Linked DNA regions of Ovis canadensis: region 1 is linked to region 2. The links are chromatin contacts, called in public Hi-C maps. All regions are on one chromosome and are shown on one strand. The core of a region is the stretch at or near the end of the contact, and the rest is flanking DNA. Distances in the headings are between cores, read along the strand shown. Region 1 holds the start of ZNF503 (zinc finger protein 503). Region 2 has its middle 59 kb from the start of COMTD1.

The links. Hi-C and Micro-C count contacts between places; a contact is called where the count stands out from the background.
Region 1: a contact with region 2 is called in a Hi-C map of lung, with 3 times the contacts expected there. The contact joins the promoter of ZNF503 here to the enhancer-like site in region 2. A contact is called at or near these places in 2 of 2 Hi-C or Micro-C datasets (fibroblasts and lung).

Annotation. Positions count from the first base shown.
Region 1 is chr25:48,704,763-48,708,917 of ARS-UI_OviCan_v2, reverse strand. ZNF503 (zinc finger protein 503) reads left to right here and starts at 2,315. Exons shown (of 2, transcript XM_069572197.1): 1 at 2,315-3,178; 2 at 3,913-4,155. The coding sequence starts at 2,858. LOC138430189 (a long non-coding RNA gene) reads right to left here and starts at 2,803. Exons shown (of 5, transcript XR_011253042.1): 1 at 2,431-2,803; 2 at 2,021-2,184.
Region 2 is chr25:48,622,576-48,626,631 of ARS-UI_OviCan_v2, reverse strand. No RefSeq gene overlaps it. Among named protein-coding and RNA genes, the nearest start is that of COMTD1, 59 kb to the right of the region's middle. Within about 2 kb of position 2,486, the one cell type or tissue checked has open chromatin away from gene starts, as enhancers often do. A contact at or near this core is called in fibroblasts, where this site is marked.

The sequences.
Region 1 (4,155 bases), core at 1,066-3,565, 82 kb before region 2:
CGACAAACTCCTCGTATACACACCGCCTCACTCCCCGCTTCTCCAAAGTATCTTTAGTCAAGTTACCATCTCATGAAGTTTACCAAGCTAAAGAATCAAGGGATAACATTAAAACGCATAAAAAGAATGCCTACGAGAAATTCTAAAACTCACCCCTAGAAAGTTCTCGGTACCTGTGCGGAGTGGGAGACAGAGACAAAAATGAGGGAGGGAGGAATGGGGTGGTGAGAGTGGAAACCGCGAGCACGCCGAAGGCAGGTCCCAGACCCGACTTCGGCGCCGACGGGGCACCGGCCGGGTGAGCAAGGGTGGAAACCGGGTCTCAAGGCCCGGCCCCCGCCCCTGCCCCCCCGCGCGGGTACAGACTGGCTCCCGGCTCCCCAGCGCTCCCAGCCCCACCATTTATCAAAAGGACTTGACAACAAAAGAAGAGCCGGGGTGGAAAAGGGCGAGGGGGAGGGGAGAGTCAAAGTCTTCCAAGTCCTTCCGAGGAAAGGGATGTACCCTTCTCTCGCCCCCTTCCAGTTTCTGCGAGCTTTTGGAGGTCACCCACCCCTCGAATTCGCTCCGGACGCTACCAAAGCCCTGACAACTCACACAGATGCACAGGCATTCATACACACTTCTGCACTCAGATCCAGGTACGCGGAGGCACGCAGAGCGCCTCCCCTCTGCCTTCCCAACAGTCCGAATGACGGTGCAAATCGAGGGGAACGCGGCGGTCCCGCTCCGCTTCCCTGGAAGAGCCAGTTGTTCCCACAGGCAGCCGCCCCCACCCCACCCCACCCCACCGCACCCACCCTCTCTCTCTTGCTTCTTCCCTCTGCTCTCCCCGCGCTGGTCAGTCCCGGCTCGGCGTTCCAATAAATTCGAGCGAGCAGCCCAGAGTAACCCTGGCTACCAAGACTGCGGGGATGGCAGGGGTTGAGGGAGGGCTGGAAGAGGGGGCCTGAGTGAGCCTGGAACCTATCTGCCCCAAACACACACGTCAGGCCTCTTCTTCGCAACCTCTCAGCCCTAGCCACGATGGGGGACGGGTGTCAAAGAACTGAGGGGGGGGGGTACCCCACCACTGACCTCCAGAACTCAAGGCTACGTTGGTAATGTGGCTCTTAGAAAGAAGCTTCCGAGTTTGGAGTCAGGGCACTAGGGAGGGGGTAGAGGGGGCCAGCTGGCAGCCTGACGACTGCACTCAACGTACCCCGAAGGAAGTACCATGGCTTGGGGGGTAAAAAATCTCCCGTGTTGGACGTCGCCACTGCCTGTCTCGGATACCGAGAGCGCTCGGAACTCTGCGCGTGGCCCCAAAGGAACGGAATCCCCAGAGGTGGAAGGGTGTTATCTCTCTCTCCAGTACCTAGAGGAGCGAGGCGCACACCCCAGGCCAGCGCACCCTTCTCAGCGCCCTTGGCGCACCTGCGCACTTTACTCTCACTATTCATTTTCCTGACACCGAGCGCCTCTTTCTCTTCTTTCATTCTTTTTCTTAGAGCCCCCGCCTCTCATCCCAGGAGGCTGCTCCTCCTTCCCCCTCCTTCAGTTCCCCCTCAGTCTCTTCCTTCCTCTGCGTCTCTCTCTCCCTCTCCCTTTTTCCCTTCAAGTCGCACCCGCCTTGTAATCAGCAACAAAAGCTGACATAAATCACCGGCGGATTGACAAGAGCTGACAAATAACTGATTGATTGCGGTCGAGGAACATTGACAATTGATGGAGGGGTGGAGATGCCCAGAGAACTCGGGAGGCGGGGGCGCGGGTAGAAGAGAGGGTGGCAAAGGAGAGTAAGAATTGCGGGGGGGTGCTGAGTGTGAAACAGAGGAAACATGTGACCCCCCTCCTGCCCCAATCTGCGCATCTCCGGGCGTCACGTGGCCGGGAAGGGCGGGGAACCTAGCTTAGAGCCGAGACTTGCCTCCTCCGCCTCCGCTGCCCACCTAGCTTCTGGTTTCTCTGCCGCCGAATCCCGGGAAATCAAAGCGGGCGGGCGGACTTCCTCCAACACCCGCTCCCCACCTTTCCTTACCCAGGCGGCTGCACCGCAGGAGATTTCAATTACTGAGGCGGGGGAGAGAATACTTGGGGGTGTGGACCTCCGTGGCGGCCCTGGAGTTGACAGTCCGGCCGTTGTCCAGACTCCTGCTAGTGCTCCTTCTGAACACGCTCAAACTGTTCCTTGCAAGCACCCTCCTGCAAAAGAAGGTTTCAGTTTATTCTCCAGCTGGGGAAAAGGACGACGAGGAAGAAAAGAGAGGGAGGCGGCAGATAGCAAACGTAGAATAAATGTCCAGCTCGTCCTCCGAGCGAAATCTAGGGAGGGGACACGCAGGGGGAGCGGCAAAGAGGGAGCTGCCCATTAAAACCAGCGCTGAGAGTCCTGGCGGCGGCGGCGGCGGCGGCGCGGGACGCGTCACATCCCCTTGACCCTCCAATCACCTCGGGCTCCCATTTGATTGGAAGGCGGCAAAGGCTTTAATCTCCCCCTCGGTGCAGCTGCTTTTGAAGTGAGTTTCCTCGCCAGAGCCCCGGCTGGACAGGCAGCGGCTCACATCGCGGAGAGCAGCGCCAGCGCCGGGCCGCGAGTGCGCAGCGCAGGGGCACAGCCCAAGGCCGACACGGCTAGCCACCCGGCACTCCCGCAGTCGGGCCGGCTCCTCCCGCTCGGCCGCGGCTCCGCTGCGGGCCACCCAGGATTATTCGCGTGTGGCTCCAGGCGCCAAGAAGGCGCGCTGGGCGCCTGTGACCGCCGCGTCAGCTCCACCTCCTCCTGCTGCTCCTGCTCCCCGGGCGAGAGCGCAGCCCGGAGCCCGCCCCGCGCCTCCTGGAGCCCTCCCCCCGCTGCTCCCATGCGCGCGGGTGGGTCATGAGCACAGCGCCCTCGCTTTCTGCCTTAAGAAGCAGTAAGCACAGCGGCGGCGGCGGCGGCGGCGGCGGCGGCGGCGGCGGCGGTGCGGACCCTGCCTGGACCAGCGCGCTCTCTGGAAATAGCTCCGGCCCCGGCCCAGGCTCGTCCCCGGCCGGCAGCACCAAGCCTTTTGTGCACGCTGTGCCCCCCTCTGACCCCCTCCGCCAGGCTAACCGCCTGCCCATCAAGGTGCTGAAGATGCTGACGGCACGGACTGGCCACATTTTGCATCCTGAGTACCTGCAGCCCCTGCCTTCCACTCCCGTCAGCCCCATAGAGGTAAGGACCCTATCCCCGGATCGCGCTGGGACCACCACTCTGGCTGCCCCTCCACGGGATTTCTTTCTCTTGTGATCTGCAGGGGGTGAAGGTGGGGGGATCGGAGTGATTCAGCTCCGGGATGAGGGGAGAGGATCGTGCTCCCGCACCTTAAAACTAGGGCGGAAAGAGGGGAGGAGGTAGAATGGGGTGTGAATGCTAGGAGCCAAGGCAATCAAAACTTGTTTCTTCCATTGGTGTTAAAGCCCCTACCTCGACCCAGGCCCCCTCACTCTCAGGCCAGAAGACAGACGGGAGTCCAAAATACGGTTCCAAAGTCCCGGTCCTCCGGTTTCCCAGAAGCTGGTATTTGTACACAGCCTCTAAGGCGCCAACGACCCGAGCCCTTACTCTGAAGTATTAGAGGTGGGGGTGGGGAGTACAGTTCTGGGTCAAAGAGTCAGAAACCAAAACATTTTTCGAGTTTTGTTTTTTTTTTTTTTTAATCCAGTTATCGCTTAGAGAGGACAGGAAAGATCCTGGTGGCGGGGCTGGGGGTGGGGTGGGGGTGCTGTGGCCTTTCTCAAGAAAGAAAATGTGTGTGTAGAAGGGATGTCTCCTAGATTTGCGCCTCGGGGCTGGAAGGATCTTTACGGTCGTGGCTGAGGTGCGCTCGAAACCTAGAAGGCAGGATTCTAAAGGGTTTCCCCTTCTTTCTTTGTGCGCCCCCCCCCCCCGCCCGTCTGACCCTGCAGCTCGATGCCAAGAAGAGCCCGCTGGCGCTGTTGGCCCAAACATGCTCGCAGATCGGGAAGCCCGACCCCTCGCCCTCGTCCAAACTCTCCTCAGTGGCCTCCAACGGGGGTGGCACGGGCGGTGCCGGCGGCGGCGCCGGGGGCGACAAGGACGCCAAGTCGGGCCCCCTCAAGCTGAGCGACATCGGCGTGGAAGACAAGTCGAGTTTCAAGCCGTACTCCAAACCCGGCTCGGATAAGAAA
Region 2 (4,056 bases), core at 1,237-3,736:
TAGGTACCAGAGTACAGCATGTTCTATTTTATGAGCTCTTTGTGGGTTATAGTTTGTGAAAATTCATTGAGCTATATTCTAATGATATGTGCACTTTTCTGTGTATGTATTATACCACAGTAAAAAGGTTTAAAAAATGGGAGAGGTCATGGATGACCCAGTTATCAGAAAAGTTGAGAGGCTCAGCTATACAGCTGTTCTTGGATCCCTAGAAGATTTTTGTATCCTCACTGCCACCTTCTAACACTAATCTCATTACTAGAGCTAGCCTAAATGAGTTTCTACCTCCTGGGGAAAATCAAGAACACATGGAAACTGGATCTTAAAGGATGAGTAGGAGTTTGCCAGAGAAAGAATACAAGGAAGTGGGGTAGACAGAGATAAACCCAGACAAAAGCAAATTGCTCTGAAAAAGTCTGGCATTCTTGCAGACCTAGAGAAGGCTCAAATGAAGGTTCACACCCAGAAGTTCAGGGCTCAGAGTTGAGGACAGGTGAGAGAAGAGGTGAGAGAGGAAAGTTAGGTGCAGAGGGCAAAGGGTCATCTATTCCCAGACAAGGCACTTGAAATAACTCCTGTGGGAGTCACAGCCAAGAGAGAATTCTAAGCAGGGGTCAGACTTGCTTTTCAAATAACTCATTTTGGCTGGACCAAGATTTCCTCTGAGTTCAGGAGCCATCTCGGTTGGTATCTACATTTCTTTGCATATTTGCATCTATGCCTCTCTGCATTCTTCTCTTCCTTCTCTCTCTCTCCAGGCATTTTCATGTTTCTGCTCCATCTGAGTATTTCTTTCCATTTTTTTCTCAACACACCACCCCTTGAAGATGTCCTTCAACTGTCTCTATCTTATCTGTACCCAGACACCTTTCCGAGTCCATCTCTGGGATGCATTTTCTCCAGAACACCACCCCCTACCCCAGGCTGAGGTCCTTCACAAACAAGTAAGAGAACTATGAGCTCTTCAGGGCTTTCCCAGTGTACTGGCAAGGCGTCTGGAAGAAGAAGGGCCTGAGCCACCCTCTACTGGGCCGAGTGGGCAAGTCCCCATGCCTGCATGGAACCAATGATCTGGGATCACTACACTCTCATCTCAGATATTCTGATACTGCTCACGTTGGGGATGGGGCTAATAGCTCCCAACGCCCACCTAGCCTCCATCATGAAAGCCTACTGCCCAGATGCTCAGACCCTGACCTCCTGCTCTGCAGTGCTTCCTGGCGTCTGCCCACCTTCCTCAGGGGCTGGACCAAGGGGTTAGAGGGGAACAGCTCCTCTCCCAAGCTGAGCCTGGGACTCCTCTCTGGGACAGTCCCCTCCCCTGGGACAAGAGGGTCAAGCTGCTCTTGGAGACATGACCTCAGAGATGTGCAGCAAGGGCCCAGGCCCAATTTATCACCACGGGGCTATAATTAGGTTTGTTAACATACAGTCGAGTGTAGTCTTGTTGACTAGGAACTTAATCACGTTACTATTGAGTTCCTGTACGCATTGCTCCGGGTGACTGTTTTACTTGTAGAGTTATAGCCAAGCCCAACGGGAGGAAATTAGCTTTGGACACAAGTTTGGAGGGGGGTTCTTTTTCCTCCTGACTTTGTCTCCCTCTCCCCACTTCCATGTGAAAATATTTAGCAAACAGTGACAATGATGAAAAACAGTAGGAAACAAAATGTTCTACATTAGTATAAAACATGAAAAATGCAGCAAGGACCCTTAGCGGTACAACATGTGTTATGCTGGCTGGCAGTCCATTAGCTCTGATAGACATTTCACTTACCTAAGTCAAATATAACAGTCTAGTATTCATTAATATAAGAAGGGGCTGTGGAATCAGAGCTACCATCTGGCTGGGCCGACAGAATAATCTACAACTCATGATTAGGTCTAAGGAGTGGGGTTTCACTTTAATCTTTCTCATTGCTCGAAATTTCCATCTGCGCAGTTCGGCACATCATTTTTCTTCAAGACAAATGTGCTGTTTTTCATGTTCCAAAATTAGATCAGAAGAAAACGATTAATCATGTCACGGCCTGGGAAAGGAAACAAAGCTCCGATATTCAGCTCTCCCCTCACCCCTCCCCACCCGCCACTCCCCGGGCCCCCGGACGGTTGCAAGTTTCCCTTTTTTCCCCCAACCTCTGGGTTTTCAGCACAACTTTTGGAGACCCACAGCCAGCGGAGAGGAGAAGGGTGGACAGAAGGGAGAGGGCGCCGCCGGCTGGACTCGACGGGAGAGTGGGAGGCGAGGGGCGGGGGCCGGGGCCCCTCGGTGGGGTGCTCCTCGGCCCCCTCCCGGTGACCGCGTGGGGAGAGGGGAGATGTGCGGGTCTGCACCCATCGCCCCGGGAGCCGCGGAGCCCGGCGCTGGGCGCTGCCACGGACCCAGAGTGACAAAAAGGGCTGCGCGGCTGCCTCCCTCCTGCGTCCCCTCCCACGGCCGCCGCGGCCCTGTCTGTCAGCCTGCTCGCAAGTCATAACAAATCCCTGGCGCGGAGCTGAAGCTGAGCATTTGCCGGAGCGTCATGGGGATGATGAATGACCCGCAGGCCTTTGAAGTGCTCTGCCAGTTCAGCTGGGTCCGCGGTGCTGACAGAGAAATATACACAACAGCGTAACCAATAATGAGAACATTAAACATTCCTGCGCCGTGACAGGCTGACAGAAAAACCCAGGCTCCCATCAATCATCGCGCAGATAGAACCTTGACAATTGGCCCCTCACTGATACCCGCGGTCACCTTGCCCTCTCCCCCGCTCGCCCTGGCCCTCTCCCTTCTTCTCCCTCCGGTTTTCCTCTTTCTTTCCTTCCTGGCTCCCCCACCCCTCTTTTCCAGACTCTCTCTCGGAGCCTCTCTACCCTCCCTCTCCTTTTCCTCACAGTCCTCTGCCCTCGGGTGACTGCCTTCTGGGCCTCTCAGAGGTCAAGTGAGGTTTGAGTTACTTCCATTTGGTTAGGTCGCCCCTGCCTGAAAGCAGGCAGAGATGTTACATCGTGGTGAGAAGTATGAGATCTTCAAGTTTATATTTCCAATCCGTGGCTTTTAGCCACATACAAATAACAAAATAATCACTATAAATAAAACCTCATTTGGAAATATTAAAAGTCTAAAGCAAGATCCTCGGAGAAAGTGAGGTGTGAGGCCCACATGAAGCCTCACATCCTCCTTTGCAGGGGGAGGGTCTCTCTGGGTTCTTCCTGTGTGATTTTGGCCAGGAAACCTCTTTGTGCTGGCCTCTGCCTCCTTCCTTTCAACTGGGCCTATCTGACAGGATCTGATTTCTGATTTGTCTGAAAAGTAAAAAAAAAAAAAAAAAAACCAGCAGAGAAACACAAAGATCCCTTCCTTTTTCTCTGACAGGAAATGAAATCTACCCAGATAAAGCATATTGGATGGACCTTCACCGTGCCCCCTGACCGAGCTGCCCAACCTCTCAGCCACTCTCTGGACCCTCCAGGATTCCCAACAGAACTTGGTTTGGGTCACATTTCCTGGGCCAAGCCTCTACTCTCTCTGTGCGAAGGCGGGGCATCACCTCAGCCCACATACGCAGATTACTCCTGCCAGGCCCACTCACCACTGGCCAGCAGGGGCCCATGATGAGAAGCCAGGTTCCCAGTCCCACCATGAGAACCTGGACAAGGCTCAAATTTTCCCAGACCTCTACTTCTTCATCCAAACATGGGAGAAATCTCTGCTGCAGGGCTCTTTACCTTCTCCAGGTACAGTTATTTTCCTTTTATTCTTGGAGGGCTTTTCTGTTTTCATTTTGGTTTTTGGGGAGAGAAGACATTCTTGATCTTCCAAAAAGTCATGAAAAACTCCCTACAACCTCCACACATGTATCCAGAGACAGTGAGCAACAAAGGGGATGGGTCACTTCATAGTCAGCCAGGGACCAAGGGTGTTATGAGGAGTCTGGCAGGGACTTGGGGGTGGAGGCAAGAAGGCCTATAACAATTCAAATACATTTGCATATTAAGGCAAGGGAGTCAGTTCAGGTGTGAAGAAGAGAGCATCTGTTGGGGAAACGTCTGCTCCACACTCTAGAGAAGTTT